Regions from separate parts of the Mus musculus genome. Here region 2 is linked to region 1. The links are chromatin contacts, called in public promoter capture Hi-C maps. All regions are on one chromosome and are shown on one strand. The core of a region is the stretch at or near the end of the contact, and the rest is flanking DNA. Distances in the headings are between cores, read along the strand shown. Region 1 has its middle 4.3 kb from the start of Asah2. Region 2 overlaps Sgms1 (sphingomyelin synthase 1).

Region 1 (7,801 bases), core at 1,908-4,407:
GAGTTATACTAGGGGAGAAGCTACCTCACTGACATAACTTTCCTGGAATAATACTCAAAGCTTCACAGATGTTATCAGCCGCATCTACATGTTGCTTCCAACATTTATGGGATATTTGTCCTGTTTATAGATGCTTTTTACACTGTTGGGCTCTTTGAGCAAAAGCTTACCACAACACACACACACACACACACACACACACACACACACACACAGACACACACACACACACACACACAGACACACATTATTCTACATTAGGGGCATGGAAAGAATACATAACTTAAAATTAAAGCTGTGCCTTTAGATTTTATTATGAAGGCTGATTGCCTGAGAAATCTAAGAGGTAGTAAGTATGTATGGAAGTAATAAGGTAAAACTTAAACGGGTCGCATACACAGCACAACCTCAGGCGAAGTACACGCATAGTCTTAAATGACCTTGAGGCATATGATTAACTTGGCTGCAAGGCTCTGGTAGTGATGCAGGGCTCTGTAGTGATATAGATAATAAAGCTTTTGTGTCTGGCTTTATAGGGAAATGTCTCAGCAAAGCCTTTGCTATGTTGGGTTGGGTAATCAGTAGAGGCTGAAAAATTGTTTTGAGACTGTTTGAACCTTAAAGAAGTGTTGTCTCCCTGGAAAATCTGCACTTGGTGCTACGGGAGAGCTTGCAGCTGCACCAGCCTTAGTCGTCCTGGCAAACCTGGAGTTCTTCCTTTTGGTTATGGCTAGCCACAGTCAGAAGGGACCAAGATCTGTGTGGGTGGGTGGTCTGCTCTCCAGGCAGCAAGAGCAAGACAACTTTGGTAGTTGGAGCCTTTCCCAGCCCCAGTTACTTTTTTGAAATGATTGAATAAAAGAAACTGGAGTGAGCTAACGAGGGTCAGTATTTTCCAAGAAGGCTGGACCCCTCTGCTCCTTAGGGAAAGGAAGGCTTAACATCATCTCTACTGTGGCATCTATGACCAACATTAATCAATAAGACCCAGTGTTTTCAGGAAAAAAATGTATATTCACAATTTAATGATAAAATATGCAAATAAGCTGTTTGAGAAATGTATGCATTTATATAACCCAAACATCTATCATGATATCAAATAATGCTATCTCATGAGAAAGTTTCCTTTACCTTTTCCAGTCAACCTTGACTAGCCATGAAGAGCTGAGGTAAAGTCCCACTATTTGTTTCTACTACCATGCTTGCTAGTTTTTATGTCACCTTCAGGCAAGGAGACTCATCTGAGAAGAGGGGACCTTAGTTAGGAAAATATTTCCACACGATCAGGCTGTATGTAATTCTGTAGGACATGCTCTTAATCAGTGGCTGATAAGGGAAGGCCCAGCCTGTTGCAGGTGAGCTGGCCTGGGTTCCATGCCAAAGCAGGCTGAGCAAGCCAGAAGGTGCAAGCCAGTAAGCAGCACCAAGGCCTCTGCATCAGTTCCTGCCTCCAGGTTTCCACCCAGAATGAGTTCCTGCTGGGGTCCAAAGAACTGGGACAAATAGCTAAGTCTGGTGCCTATTAGCATATCAAAGCCCATGCTGGCCTCCTAACTCTCAGCATCATAAATGCCAGTTATTCTGGCATCTTGGGGTTCTCACCCCATGGGCTACCCTACACTTCCCCAGCTCGCAGGGTTCCCTTTCCTCAGATTCTCCTTCCTCTGCCATCTCCGCCATGGGTTCTCTTGGCTCCCTCTCTCTTTTGTCTTCCTCTCTTGGTCCCCCTCTCCCCACGCCCTCTCATGGTCTGGATCAGTCTCCTGGCCATGTTTGGTCTACTACTTTCTCTCCCTGCTCTGGACTCTTCCTCTGGTGCATATTTGATTGTAGATATGAGGGATTCTTTATGTTGTATTGAAGATATGAGAAAGACTTCACTCTCCCTCTTATCTACAATGAAAATCTTACCCTCACCATCCCTTGAGGGATCATGTCCTATTTGATACATTGTCAGTGGATTGTAATCCAGGGTATGTAAACTGAATAGACCCCTTACTCCCCAAGTTGTTTCTGGTCATGGTGCTTTAGTACAGCAATGATAGCCACATATTTATTTTCCTTCTTTTTTACTGTGGTAGGATTAGGCAAATGCTCTACCACTGAGATATGTATCTACCCCTCCACGACTTTCCCATAATACCATGTATTCAATAAGTATTCTCGACATCTGGTTTATTTTACTCTGCTTATATTTATATATTCATCTATGGTAAGTGTCATACACACACACACACACACACACACACACACACACACACACACAGGACTGTTTGAGTTCGTACTGGTTGGACCAGTACACCGCTATCAACAATCTCCTAGGTCAGTGGTTCTCAACTTGTGGGTTGCAATTCCTTTGAAGGTGTCGCCCGAAATTTTCTCAGGGATGGCCTAGGACAGTTGGAAAGCACAGGTATTTATGTTACCATTCACAGCAGTAGCAAAATTACAGTTACAGTTATGAAGTAGCAGCAAAAATAATTTTATGGGAGAGGGTCACTACAACACGAGGAACTATATGCATTAAGGGGTCACAAATGATTTTTTAGATCTCCAGGGGCTCATTCCATAATTCCCTGTCCTTGAGGAAATATGAAATTATGTATTTTATATAGATTATAACTCATATTTTATAGATTTAACTTATATATAGTTCATATTTTAACATATCTAATTTTCACCTAATGTACATCATTTTCATTTAAAATATATCATTAATATTTATTCAGTGTACATGATTTTTATTCATTGTATATAATGTATGCAGTTATAATGTATATAAATCACATTCAGTGTATATAATTTATATTTACCGTATATAATCTGTATTTATTTTGTATAACTTCTATTCAACGTATAATTTATTTTTAATGTGAATAATTTATATACACACATGCATGTGTGAATATGGATGTAGTAAATATGTATATAGTTACTAAGGACACAAATAAAACATAAACTTTATAGACTAGACATGTTTCAATGTACATAATCCCTGACTTGCTTGTATGATATATGTTAGTTTCCATAATGTAAATTTGAGGCCCTCTCCGTGGAAATCAGGACTCCTTACTGCTTGTCAGTGCCTGAGCTGTGAGCCTGGAGCTGGTGGCCTGCTGCCTCTGGAGGAGGAGGGAGCTGCAGGAAAAGGGAGGGGCGAGAGCGCTCCAGGAGGCCGCTCGCTCGCTCGGGCTGCGGGGTCCTGTGCTCTCTCCTGCGCCACTTCTCTCTCCCGGCTCAATCGCGGAGCCTTTTCTCTCCCCCGTCTCGCCGCTGCCGCCATCTCCACCCCTGCCTGCCCCAGGGGTCTGTGGACGCCCGGGCAGAGAGCAAGCACCGAGCTGGGCCTGCTGGAGACGGGAGACCAGCGGCCCGCCCGCCCGCCCGCTGCGAGCCTCCTGAGCCACTCCGGAACAGCTTACTTTCTGTTTCCATCTCTTTCGGACCGGGTTGGCCTCTCCAAAAGCCACTTCTCCTAACTCTTATCAAGGTTCAAAGGCTAAAGGTATCTACAGGCACTTTACCTGGTCCATGCACATGGTAATAACTTGAAGTCTTTCCCCAACCTTCTTCCAGGTTGCTAACTTTATTGTACCTTCCTCAGGAAACCAAGGACAACCGTTCACTACAAGATCTAAAACAATTATGTGATTGCTGTTGCTCCACTTTAACCAAGCATATGGCATAGCATGTTTACTTCAAGAAGCGTACGGCCGTTTCCATTTCCCACTTTTTCCCCTGGACTTTTACTTTTTACGATCTCCTCAGTTTTTTCCAATTATCTGTATTCTCCCATGTCTGTACCTCGGAGGAAATTCTCAACATACCTTTACCTTTTCGGAGTGCTCCGGATTTCCCCCACTTAATCCCCTATACTCTCAGAGCTGACCTCTGTTTGAGACACCACACTGCACTGGTCCTGACGTTGCAAAGTCCTCTGATGGGGAAGGGGGGAAAGATAGAAAGATAGGAAGAAGAAAGAGACGGGTACGGGAGAACACTGGTAAATACCAGTCAGTAGCAAATGTATTTCTCATAGCCTTTTTATACTACAGGGCCATGGGAGGCAAAGACACAAGATAACAGAAACAATTTTGCTAAAATGTACACAAGACATTTGGTTCCATCTCCAAACCTTTCTGTTCTTCCACCAAGGTCAATAGAATCTTCAGTCCCTAGCCTTGAGCCTGGGTTGTAGGCCCAGAGCTGCCTTGACTCTACCTGGCAGGAGATCTCTCTCTCTCTCTCTCTCTCTCTCTCTCTCTCTCAGGAGTTGCAAATGGGTCTCTGAGGAAATAGCTGTGGGTGTATATATGAAGGCTTTCCCAGAGAAGACCTCTTAGGGCTGACTGTGAGCAGCGCTAGCCCATGACATGGGAACCCTGACACAATGGAAAGTGAGGAAGGTATCTCAATGTCCATATTTCCTTTCTTTTTGCTTCCTGATTGCCCTGGAAGTGAGTAATGCTTCCCTTCCACACTCCCCATGCCATGACATCCTGTATAAAGGCGTAGGGCCAAAGGATCATGGAATGAATATTCTTCTTCTCTGAAGTTCTTTCTGCCAGCTCTTGGATCACAGTTACATTTAAGTGTGTGTGTGTGTACAATTCACTCTTTCTGTTAGGGAGTAGTAACAAATTGAACAAGCATGCCACAGCTCAACTCTTGGTGAGTATTGGTATGAATAAAGCAGCCAAGAATATCCCTGCATAAGCATACAGTGCCCAGGCTGGGATGCATGTGTGTGTGTTTTCCTGTGGATAAATATGGAGGTGTGAATTGATGGGCTGTGGTGGTAGACTTATATTTAATTTTTTTCCTTTTTTATTAGATATTTTCTTTATTTACATTTCAAATGTTATCCCCTTTCCTAGTTTCCCCTCTGAAAATCCCCTATCCTCTCCCCCTCCCCCCACTACCCAACTCCTGCTTCCTGACCCAGGTGTTTCTCTATACTGGGGCATAGAACCTTCACAGGACCAAGGGCCTCTCCTCCCATTGATGACCAACTAGGCCATCCTCTGCTACATAGAAAATATCTAATAAAAAGAGCCATGAGTCCCACCATGTGTTTTCTTTGATTGGTGGTTTAGTCCCAGGGAGCTCTGGGGTTACTGGTTCGTTCATATTGTTGTTCCTCTTATGGGGCTGCAAACCCCTTTAGCTCCTTGGGTCCTTTCTCGAGCTCCTTCATTGGGAACCCTATGCTCCGTCTAACGGATGGCTGTGAGCATCCACTTCTGTATTTGCCAGGCACTGGCAGAGCCTCTTAGAAGATAGCTATATCAGGCTCGTGTCAGCAAGCTCTTGTTGACATCTGCAATAGTGTCTGGGTTTGGTGGCTGTTTATGGGATGGATCCCCAGGTGGGGCAGTCTCTGGATGGTCATTCCTTCAGTCTCTGCTCCAAACTTTGTCTCTGTAACTCCTTCCATGGGTATTTTGTTACTCCTTCTGAGAAGGATCGAAGTACCCACACTTTGGTCTTCCTTCTTCTTGAGTTTCATGTGTTTTGGAAATTGTATCTTGGGTATTCTGAGCTTCTGGGCTAATATCCTCTTATCAGTGAATACATATCATTTGTGTTCTTTTGTGATTGGGTTACCTTACTTAGGATATCCTCCAGATCCATCCATTTGTCTAAGAATTTCATGAATTCATTGTTTTTAATAGCTGAGTAAATTTTCTGTATCCATTCCTCTGTTGAGGGACATCTGGGTTCTTTCCAGCTTCTGGCTATTATAAATAAGGCTGCTATGAACATAGTGGAGCATGTGTCCTTATTACAAGTTGGAGCATCTTCTGCGTATATGCCCAGGAGTGGTATTGCTGAATCTTTCAGTAGAGCTATGTCCAACTTTCTGAGCTTATATTTAATTTTACAAGAAATTCCTAGAGCAACTTCTTGGAAGTTTTTCTTGCTCTTAAATATGATTGTGGACACAGGTGCCCTGTTCCTCTAGCAGGGCCAGATATGGATCCTTAAGCTGTCCTTGGATCCTAAGATAATGAACAGCTGGGACACCCTCCTTGGCCGGTCTGTGTTGCGATAATAACATCCATCATTGTTACTGTTATTGAATTTGTTACTGTTATTGTTACTTTAGCTCCAATCAGAGAGACTTCCTACTTTTTACTTGACAGAATAAAATAAAATGATAAACGTCGCTCAAGTATCACATGCTCACAGGTGACGCTCCTTAACTCTCATAAGTTGAACACACATGTCATCTGGCTCCAGTCCGAGAATTAGGAAATGGGACCAGCTGTGAGCACGTCACAGTAATTACAGATGACAAAACAAAATTAAGATGTCCAAATGGGTTGGTGATGGATTTTCCTTAAGGAAGAAATGATGATCTTTCTCGATAAAACTGAAATTAGACATCCTGACACTCCCGTTCCGTTTTCTCTTCTGTGCTGTGTCTTCCCAGCCTCCTCTGGTCACTTTATTGATAGGGGTCCCCCTTCTCAGTTTGCTCTGTGGGATCAATTCTGTCACTTTTGATTTCTCTTAGCTCAGATTTCAGGTACAGGGCAGCCCTGACCATAGGGTAGACTGGGAAGGAGTAGGAAACCCGGATTTTTCTGGCATTTCTGGTGATCTTTCTTACGAAGTACATTTAAAGTGGTCAGCACATTTGCTGGTGTGAGGCAAGCTTCAATGTAGCTGCCTTTGTTAGTGTCCTTTCTGCTCCCCAGGTGGTCTGTGCTCTCCCCTTCTTCACAGGTAGATTGCACTCTTTTCTGGAAGCTTTGAGACTCCCAGGGTAGACGAAGTTTAGGCAAAGGAGGCCCTGGTGCCTAGGAGCCCAGTTAGCAGAAAATAAACCTCAGAAGGCAGCCCTTGCCGTTCCAGATGGCAGAGAGGAGGAGAAAGGGCCAAGGCTCCTGCTGGCCTTCCGGGTCTCCCCATGGAGGGATGATTACCTGTAATAGCTCAGTCTTTAGCAAACACTGTCACACCTGCCAGCTTTGTACTTAACTTTTTACTTCCTTCTGAGGCCACAGCGAACTCTGTAGCCTGAAGAAAGCTAGAGGCTTGCTATACCTTGATTTATGCCTTGGCACTCTATGTAGCAACCCATTTATAAGCCAAGAGGAGCAGTCTTCTTTGGGGATTCTAGGTACATGAGGCTTCTGTATAGCGACATGGGGGAGTGGGGGGGATGAGGTAAACTGCAAAGACCAGAGCCAGGACCAAGCATGGGACACATTTCTGAAATACCATCACTCCAGAGGCCCAGGAGGCCAGGGCATGGCTGTGAGTCGAGGCTATGAAAATACCATGATTACCTGTCCCAAGAAGAAAAGGCCCAGAAGGAAACAACAAAAAACAGAAGTTGATCCTATACTGGCTTTGCTTTCTGTCCCTGACTTTCATACTTGTAAAGCAACTCCCAAAGGCTCAGAAGATTGACCCTCTTCAACTCCCCTACCTGCCCTACTAGGAGCCCTGGTAACTGTAGGGCAATATTGCAAGAAGCTGGGGTTTGTTTTTTTTTTTGGGGGGGGGGCGGTTGCCTGGAGGGGTGTTATGGGAAATATAAATATAGCTTTATCTGTTTATCCAAATTACTAAGGTATGTTTACTACATGTGAATAATAATCTTCTCCATCAAGTTGCAATCTGTCCAGAAACGTCTTTCCTAGAATGTATGTCCTTTATTCAAAATGTTCTTTACTCCAGCCTCTGCAGCGACTGTCTACTTTTGTCTCTGTGGCACGCAATTGATATCCTTGGCAATGAACTGCTTGCTTTCCAAATCACAGAGGACAAGCAGGTTGGGCTGAGCGAA
Region 2 (7,801 bases), core at 1,784-4,283, 140 kb before region 1:
CCAGCTCTAGGTGCTGGCAACAGAAAGCCTTTGAATGGGGCTAGCACAGTGGTTCTCAACCTGTGGGTCTTGACCCATTTGGGGGGGAGGGTGTCACATATCAGATATCCTGCATATCAGTTATTTACATTATAGTTAATAACTGTAGAAAAACTACAGTTATGAAGTAACAATGAAAATAAGTTTTATGCTTGGGGGTCACCAGAACTTGAAGAAGTATACTAAAGGGTGGTAGCAATAGGAAGGTTGAGAACCACTGTTCTAGAGAGAGACTATACTTTTTAGCCCCTAGAGTCAGATATTATGCCTCTGACACATTTCAGCACGTTATAAGAGATAGCAGGGATGTAGAGGCTGTTCTTCAAAGCCTCTTCACTCTTTAAAGCCAAATTCTTAGATTTCCAATAATCTATTGTTTGTAAGAAAGCCTTTTCAGGGTTGTTGTTGTTGTTCTAATAAAATGTAGTCTTAGTGAGAAAATGTATCTAAATTGCTCTTATGCCATTACTGGTCTTTCTATATTATTCATGTTTAATTATATATCATCTCCCTCCAGGAACAAATAACTGAACTATGATCGGCTTGTATCGGGCTTCAAAAGCAAAGCACGCTGCTGCAGCTTCCACACCATGTGTGCTTGGTGCAGAGTTGTGACACAGTGGTCCTCACTGTCTCTCAGGGCCGCTTCTGAGCAGCACTGTCTGTCAACAGCTGGCCAAAGGCTAGTGAATCAGATTGCCACTTTGCAAAAACAAACAAACAAACAAACAAATAACTCCCAAAACCCAGTAAACAAAAAACAATGTGGCATTCCTGATGAAAGAGATTTGAAAGGGCTGGCCCTACAAATGTAGACAGGGAGATTGTACAGCCTTTAAGAATGGCTGTACCAGGTTCTGAGGAATAGGAGACACCCCCGGGCCCACAACATTTTTCTGCCTGTCACTGGGTTTGTGTCTAGACCAGTTTCTACCTTACTTTTTTTTTTTTTTTTTTTTTTTTTTTTGGTTTTTCGAGACAGGGTTTCTCTGTGCAGTCCTAGCTGTCCTGGAACTCACTCTGTAGACCAGGCTGGCCTTTGCTTCCCAAGTGCTAGGATCAAAGGCATGCGCCACCACACCCGGCTTTCTACCTTACTTTTAAAAAATGTATTTTCTTTGAATTATAATTATATTTTCCCTTTTCTTTCTTCCTTTCTTCCAACCCCTCTCATGGGATCTCCCCATCAATGCTCACCCTCAAGTTCATGGTCTCTTTTTCTTCAGTTGCTTACATGCCTGTGCGCACGCATGCACGCACGCACGCATGCACACACGCCCCTGATCATTCTGTGTAATGTCATTTGTTTGTGATCTCAGGTCTGACCACTTGGTGCTGGATGACCACTTATGGGGCTGCCCCTCGGGAAGACCTTTTCTCCTGCTCTGTGCTGTTGCCAGTTGACTGTATTTTATTTTTCTAGGGTTGAGGCCTCATGAGCCTTTCCCCTCCCTGTTGGTCTATTGGTGTCATTGTTGTTTAGGTCTTGTTTAATTTCCCTTTTTAATTGGATCCCAATTAAATGTTTAAAGTCCTAGTTGCAAGGATAAGTGGGGATTTCCACTCTGTAGACATTCGTCCACACTTGTCTGTTAGTTACCATGCTTGTCTAGTTCCAGAAAGGTCTTGTGTCTTCACAGAGCACCTCCACTGCAAAAGTAAGCCTGTGGCTTTGACTGTGCTTTCTCTATGCTGAGTACCACCATCCAAGGAAGCTCCCCAGGGTGCACGCACTGCCCTCCCTCACAGTTCAGCTTCTGCCCTCACAGTTCTGTTCCTTTACAAGGAGTGTTTCCAAGCCTCCTTTTCCTTTCTGCCCTCAAGCTCCTGGCTAACAAGACCCTTGTTACCATTGCATAGAAGGAAGGGATGCTAAATGCCTTCTTAAGATCAGAGTCCAAATAACGTGGAACTGGGAAATGTCCTGGGACAGACTCAGGGGATGGGACTCGAGGCTAGCACATCATGGCCAGCGTTATAGCCCAAGTGGTCCAGCACACTTGACTTGGGATGCTTTTTCTCTCTGGTGTGACAGTGGAGAAGTTATGCAGCCTCTGAGCTGTCTACTGTCTACTACACTGACGAGGTTGAGGTTTCTAGGCTCCTTCCAGCATCCCACCCAGTTCTTGCAGGGATTGAATGTAAGGGCATGTCGTGTGGCAGAATACAATGGAGTTGAGGTACAATTTTATATTTATCATCAGGGATGCAGGAAGACCTTTAAAAACTCCTATCTTAGCTGGCCGTGGTGGTGCACACCTTTAATCCCAGCACTCGGGAGGCAGAGACAGGCGGATTTCTGAGTTCGAGGCCAGCCTGGTCTACAAAATGAGTTCCAGGACAGCCAGGGCTATACAGAGAAACCCAGTCTTGAAAAACTAAAAAAACAAAACAACAACAACAAAAGAAAACAAAAACAAAAAACCAAAAAAACCCTCCTATCTTGGCTACTGTACAAACTGTCTTTAACAAGTAGCTACTACTTTTTTCTCAAATGGTATAATTGAAACTTCCCTTTTTTGAACTATGTTCCTGTTTTGACCCCATTTTTTGAAATTACTTATTATCAAAAGGAAATATTGACAGAGGCTTGGCATGTTGTTCTCTGGGTAGCTGGTGGCATTTGTGTCCATCAGCAGCTACCTGTGAGGGACACCGTGATCTTCTGGTGTCTCTCGTTGCAGAGAGTAAGAAGGCCACTTAGCAGGTTTCTGAAGTACAGGTTGGGATTCGAAAGGTTTCTCTTGAGGGCTCTTCTCTGGGGTATAGATTGGTAAGGGCCTGCTCTCCGGACATGACCATTGGGTAATTTGTAAGTGTGGATTCTGAATGATGTGTCTTCTGATTTTAGTGACTTCTGGGCAGGAACAGCACATCAGACCCTAGATCCCATTCCACAACTTCTTTCCTGTGAACACTCTCCTTTGTTTATAGCACCTGTGGCACTGCTGTGGGACTCTTGGTTTCTGTGGCTGGGAGGGGACTGAAGCCAGACCTTTGCTCTGGGACTTGGCAGACTGTGTGGGGTAGTGCATTAGGAACTTGGTCTAACTTCCACCACTTACTGGTGAGGTTATCTTTACTTTATTGAGTTGTCTGTATACCTGTAGAGAGAAAACGGAACTCCCTTTGGCAGTCTCCTTCCTTCCTTCTTCCTCTTTCTCTGCCTGTTATCTTCATAGAGTCTGGCTTGGTAATTGGAAGACCCATTCCCTACTTGTCTGTCAGGAACAACTTCCCTGACCTGAAGTCTCTGGAGACTTTGCCACTGACAACCCATTAGCCAAAGTGCTTTCATCACCAGCATGGCGGTGTCTTCCTGAATAGTATTAGCTATCAGCCAACTACCATTTCCTTTTTGTGGCCTTAAAATGTTTTATTTTGATCCAGTTCTAAGGATTCTCAGCCTCCCGGAATAACAATGATCCCAAGTAACTTTGCCTCCAGGCAGGACCAATGTGTGGGGTTACAGTTAGGTTTGTTTGGTTTCCTATTTTTGTGTATGAGAGTAATTCACGTGTATATTAATTTTAAAATGTGGTTTATTTAATGTATTTATTTTGAGACAGGGTCTCAGTTTGTGAGTCAGGTTGGTCTTGAACTCACTGTTACCCGAGCTGACCTCAGACTTAACAGTTCTCCTACTTAATTTCCTGAGTGTTGGATTAAAGCATGATCCCCTGTGCCTGCCTGCCATGTTGTTTTTGTTGTTGTTGTTTTTTAAAAAAAAAAGATTTCATTTTCTTTTCTATATGGTACATTGATTCACATGCATGTGTTTTGTGTCATTATTCACACATACATGATGAAAGGCTCATGTTTTATTTAGTTGAGACAATCTTTGACGAAATGGGATGAAGCCTTTTTGTCAGTGGATTCATGGCTCTGTGCAGGATTTTTGATCACACACCTCTGTGTGCTCCTTGCTTATCTCATTCAGCTGCTCTTGATTATATTGTAATTAAAAGGAAGAGACAAACATCTTGCTGCCCTTTTCTGCCAGAGTTCTAATCATTATGGGTTAAAAACTGTACTGTTCCCCTGGATCTGTTTCTATAGTAAGCTAGCAGTTAATCTGAATCAAGGGGGGATACGCCATTAAGGTACAGGATTGGGAATCCGAGGATGAACCCTTAGGTGGTCCTGGTGCACAGCCTTTCCTAGCTCCAGGCATAGGCTTGCTCTGCCTGTTGTCCAATCACAGGTTTATGTCTGCATCAGGATAACCAAGGTGAAGCTGGCAGGGAGGCAAGAAAATCTATTTCTCAATGGACAGACAACAAAGGGAGTAATGGACTGTTTATTATGAGGGTTAGTAATGACCAATGGACAGATAGTAAGGGTTATAATGGTCTTATCTCTTTAAATTATTATAAGCAGCTCATTATGTGAAGGTTTAATTATGCACTTTATATGTTCTAATTTTCTCCTAGACCGGAAGAAAGACTGATGAAGAAAAGTAACAGCATGATTGAGGTAAATGGACGTTTAATTCTTTTATGCTCTAGTGTTTATTTTCTGTCTTCAGAGAAATCTAAAGTAATGATCATGGTCAACTTGCATATATAAAGGTTGCAGAGATTCAGCAGTAAACACATCCCACTTAATTAATTTAGCTGTGGGTGTATATTGAACATGCACTTACTTATTCAAAATATAAATATTACTTTTGTCTAGCCCAGAGTAATTTTCTTCCAAGTATTTAGTGGCATGAATTACATCATACTTTTCATTGTAAGAGTTGTGTTTCAGAGTGTTGGCTGCACTTCTCACAGCATGGTATAGTAGGTTAGCTGTTTGCCACCCAGACTTTTTGGACTTTTTGTATGGTGCTGGCACCTGAAACTTGAGTCCAGACTGCTAATGTCCGTTTGTGTACTGTCAGGACAGTTGTTGGCGTTATTCTTCAAGATAAGCATTGAGGACTGCCATTGGGAACAGTTTCTATTACTGCTTTTGGGAGCTCAATATTTTTTCTCTTGTTTCCGTGCTCATTTTATTTTTCAAGCAGTGGCATATACATTGGTGTCTTAGGGTCACTGTGCTCTGCCGGAACTCCATCACTAAAGTGACTTGGTGAGGAGTGGGTTTATATCAGCGTATACTTACATATCACTGTTCATAGTCTAGGGAAGTCAGGACAGGACCTCAAATAGGACAGGACTCTGGAGGCAAGATCTGATGCTTAGGCCGTGGAGAGGTGATGCTTTCTTGCTTGCACTCCATGGCTTGTTCAGCCTGCTTTCTTATAGAACCCAGGATCACCAGCCTAGAGCTGGCCCCACCCACAGTGAGCTGACCCCTCTCTCATCCCTCAGGAATTAAGAGCATATTTTACAGGCTTACCTAGAGTCTGATCTTAGGAAGGCATTTTCTTATTTAAGGTTCCTTCCTCTGAGGTCACGTTACCTTCTGTTAAGTTGATATAAAACTATCCAGGACAATTGGTTAGTAGCTTCCCATGGCCCCTTTGACTCAGGGTAGACACTTTCAGCTCTTTTGGTTGTATTTCCTGGAATTTGTGTATCTCTCTGTTTCAAAACATAGAAAATGCTTTAAGTGTCACTTTAGTGCTTTCTTTAAAGACATTAGATTTCTGTCCTGCTTCCTGTTGAGTGAAGATTTAAAGATGACCCATGACTCTTAGGGTTCACTTTTCCTTCCTGCTGTTCCCACCCCTTCTCTTTTCCTTCTCTTCTTCCACCACCTTCTTCTACCCTTTTCTTTTATTAGGGGTGGGGAGGGACTGTAGGCTGACGCTGGCCTCAAACTCAAGAGTCCTTCAACCTCAGCCTCTAGGATTATTAGATATATACCATTATGCCCAGATCTCCGTTTGTCTTAATGCAATTATGTTATAGTGTGTGTATATGTATGCAAATATATATATAATTTAAAGTCTAATATGACCACACATAGTTTTGACTGAGCTCTGTGATGTTTGGTGGTGTGTTCCAGCCATGCTGAAGTTCTGAAGTTCCCGGCTGAGCCCTGCTCTCCACTTTCCCTCTCTCCTTTCCCTCTGTTTTTTTTCCCTCTCTCTCCCCCCTCCATTCCTTCCTCCCTCCATCTATCCCTCTTCTTCTTTGGCTTTGGAGTTTTTCACTTAGCCACTAAGTCTGGCAAGTCTTCTGTGGACTCCCATTTCCCTCATGCATGGTTGTGAGCACCATGCCCCTCTGTCTGCCCTTTTTGACTTCTCAGAGCCTGGTGATTACATTTAGATAATCCAGGGTAACCTCGCTATTCCCCTTTTGTTGTGATTTGAAAAAAATCAACCACATCATTTACCTCTATTGATCATATTTAGTATGAGGTAGGTAATGGCAATCTACATCATGTTTCCTAAAAGGTCTGGAGACTTTTTTCATCTTTGTAAATTGTAACTTACTGTAGAGTAACAGGTCTTTCTCTTCCCAGCCCCTTTCTCTTTAAGCCTTATTAATGGAATCTGCTGTTTCTTTGAGACTGCTTACTTTCTAACAACCTGACCGTGCATGCATGAAGCAGCACATAATAGATTCTTCTTTTTAAGGGTTGAATAGTATTCCATTGATTATACAACCATGTTTTCCTTATCCATTTATTTAGGTAGTGGACATAGAGTATGGTGACTTCTATTTTTGGCAATTATTAAAATAGCCACAGTGAATATAGGTATGCAAATATCTCTTCAAAATCCTGTTTTCAGTCCTTTCAGATATGTCCCATAAATGGAATTACTAGACCATATGGTAGTTTTCTGTTTAATTTTTTTAAAGGAGTTGTCTGTGTGTTCTTCATGCCAGTTGTAGCATTTTATATTTCTAAGAGTGTACAAGGGTTCCAGTTTTTCCACAATCTTGTCTGAAGTGAGAATTTTGTTTGTTTGTTTGTTTGTTTGTTTTTAAAGACACAGCAATAGAAGAGTGTTCTTGTTTTAATCTCAGGTGTGGGATATGGAGCTGCTTCTGACTGCCCACAGCAGCTATGATTTGCCTCATGTTCTAGCTGGGGTGTGCTTTTGACATTTTTTTGTGAGCGTGTGACATATGAATTCTGGGAACTTTTCAGGGCATATATCAATGCTAGAGACCCGATAAAGGGGGCTAGCTGCTGATTGGATATTGCTGGTTGTGGTTTGTTGCAGTTTGTCAAGTAGGCAGATGCAAATAGATGAAAAGAAATTAGCCTCATGTTGAAGAGCAAACTTGCTCCAAGGAACTCAGGGCCCCTAATGAGCAGGAAGTACTCTAACAACATTGTGTCCCCTTCCTCTCTAGCCTTCCTTCTCTCCTACCTGGTGTTAGGGGGTTGAAAGGGAGGAGGGAGAAGAAGGGTGGAGAAAGGTGGAAGAAAAAGGAACCCACGAAACAGCAAAAAGGTCAGGTGACACTTGTCACCACTTGTTATTGTCTGGGTTTGTTAATGGCTGTTCTTATGTGTGGGAGGCCGCTTCTGCCTGTGCTTTTGTCTCGCTTCACCTGATGCTTAGTGATGTTGAACATACATTCATGTACAGTTGACCATTTGCTTATCAGACGTCTGTGCAAGTGCACTGTGCTCTGTCTATTTTTGGTTATTTGGATTTTTCAGTGTTATATGCTAAGAGATCTTCACATTTGGCTGTCCATTTCTTTCAGATGTGTGGTTTGCAAATGCAGTCCATCTTTCACTCTGTTTATTGATTCCTTGCCATTTAACCCTGGTATGCTTTGCTTTGTTGGCTGGGCTCTTGGCATCATATCCAAGAGCTCCATTGGCAAATTGCTTGCCGTGAAGT

Evidence for each region. Capture Hi-C pulls out chosen DNA fragments and counts their contacts.
Region 2: a promoter capture Hi-C map of liver shows a contact between it and region 1. A contact is called at or near these places in 1 of 39 promoter capture datasets (macrophages), 1 of 484 Hi-C or Micro-C datasets (nephron progenitors), 1 of 130 datasets of targeted methods (the HPC-7 cell line) and 2 of 9 other capture datasets (adipose tissue and liver).

Annotation. Positions count from the first base shown.
Region 1 is chr19:32,103,562-32,111,362 of GRCm38.p6, reverse strand. No RefSeq gene overlaps it. Among named protein-coding and RNA genes, the nearest start is that of Asah2, 4.3 kb to the right of the region's middle.
Region 2 is chr19:32,244,708-32,252,508 of GRCm38.p6, reverse strand. Sgms1 (sphingomyelin synthase 1) reads left to right here. Exons shown (of 10, transcript NM_144792.5): 4 at 4,473-4,515. Among named protein-coding and RNA genes, the nearest start is that of Sgms1, 140 kb to the left of the region's middle.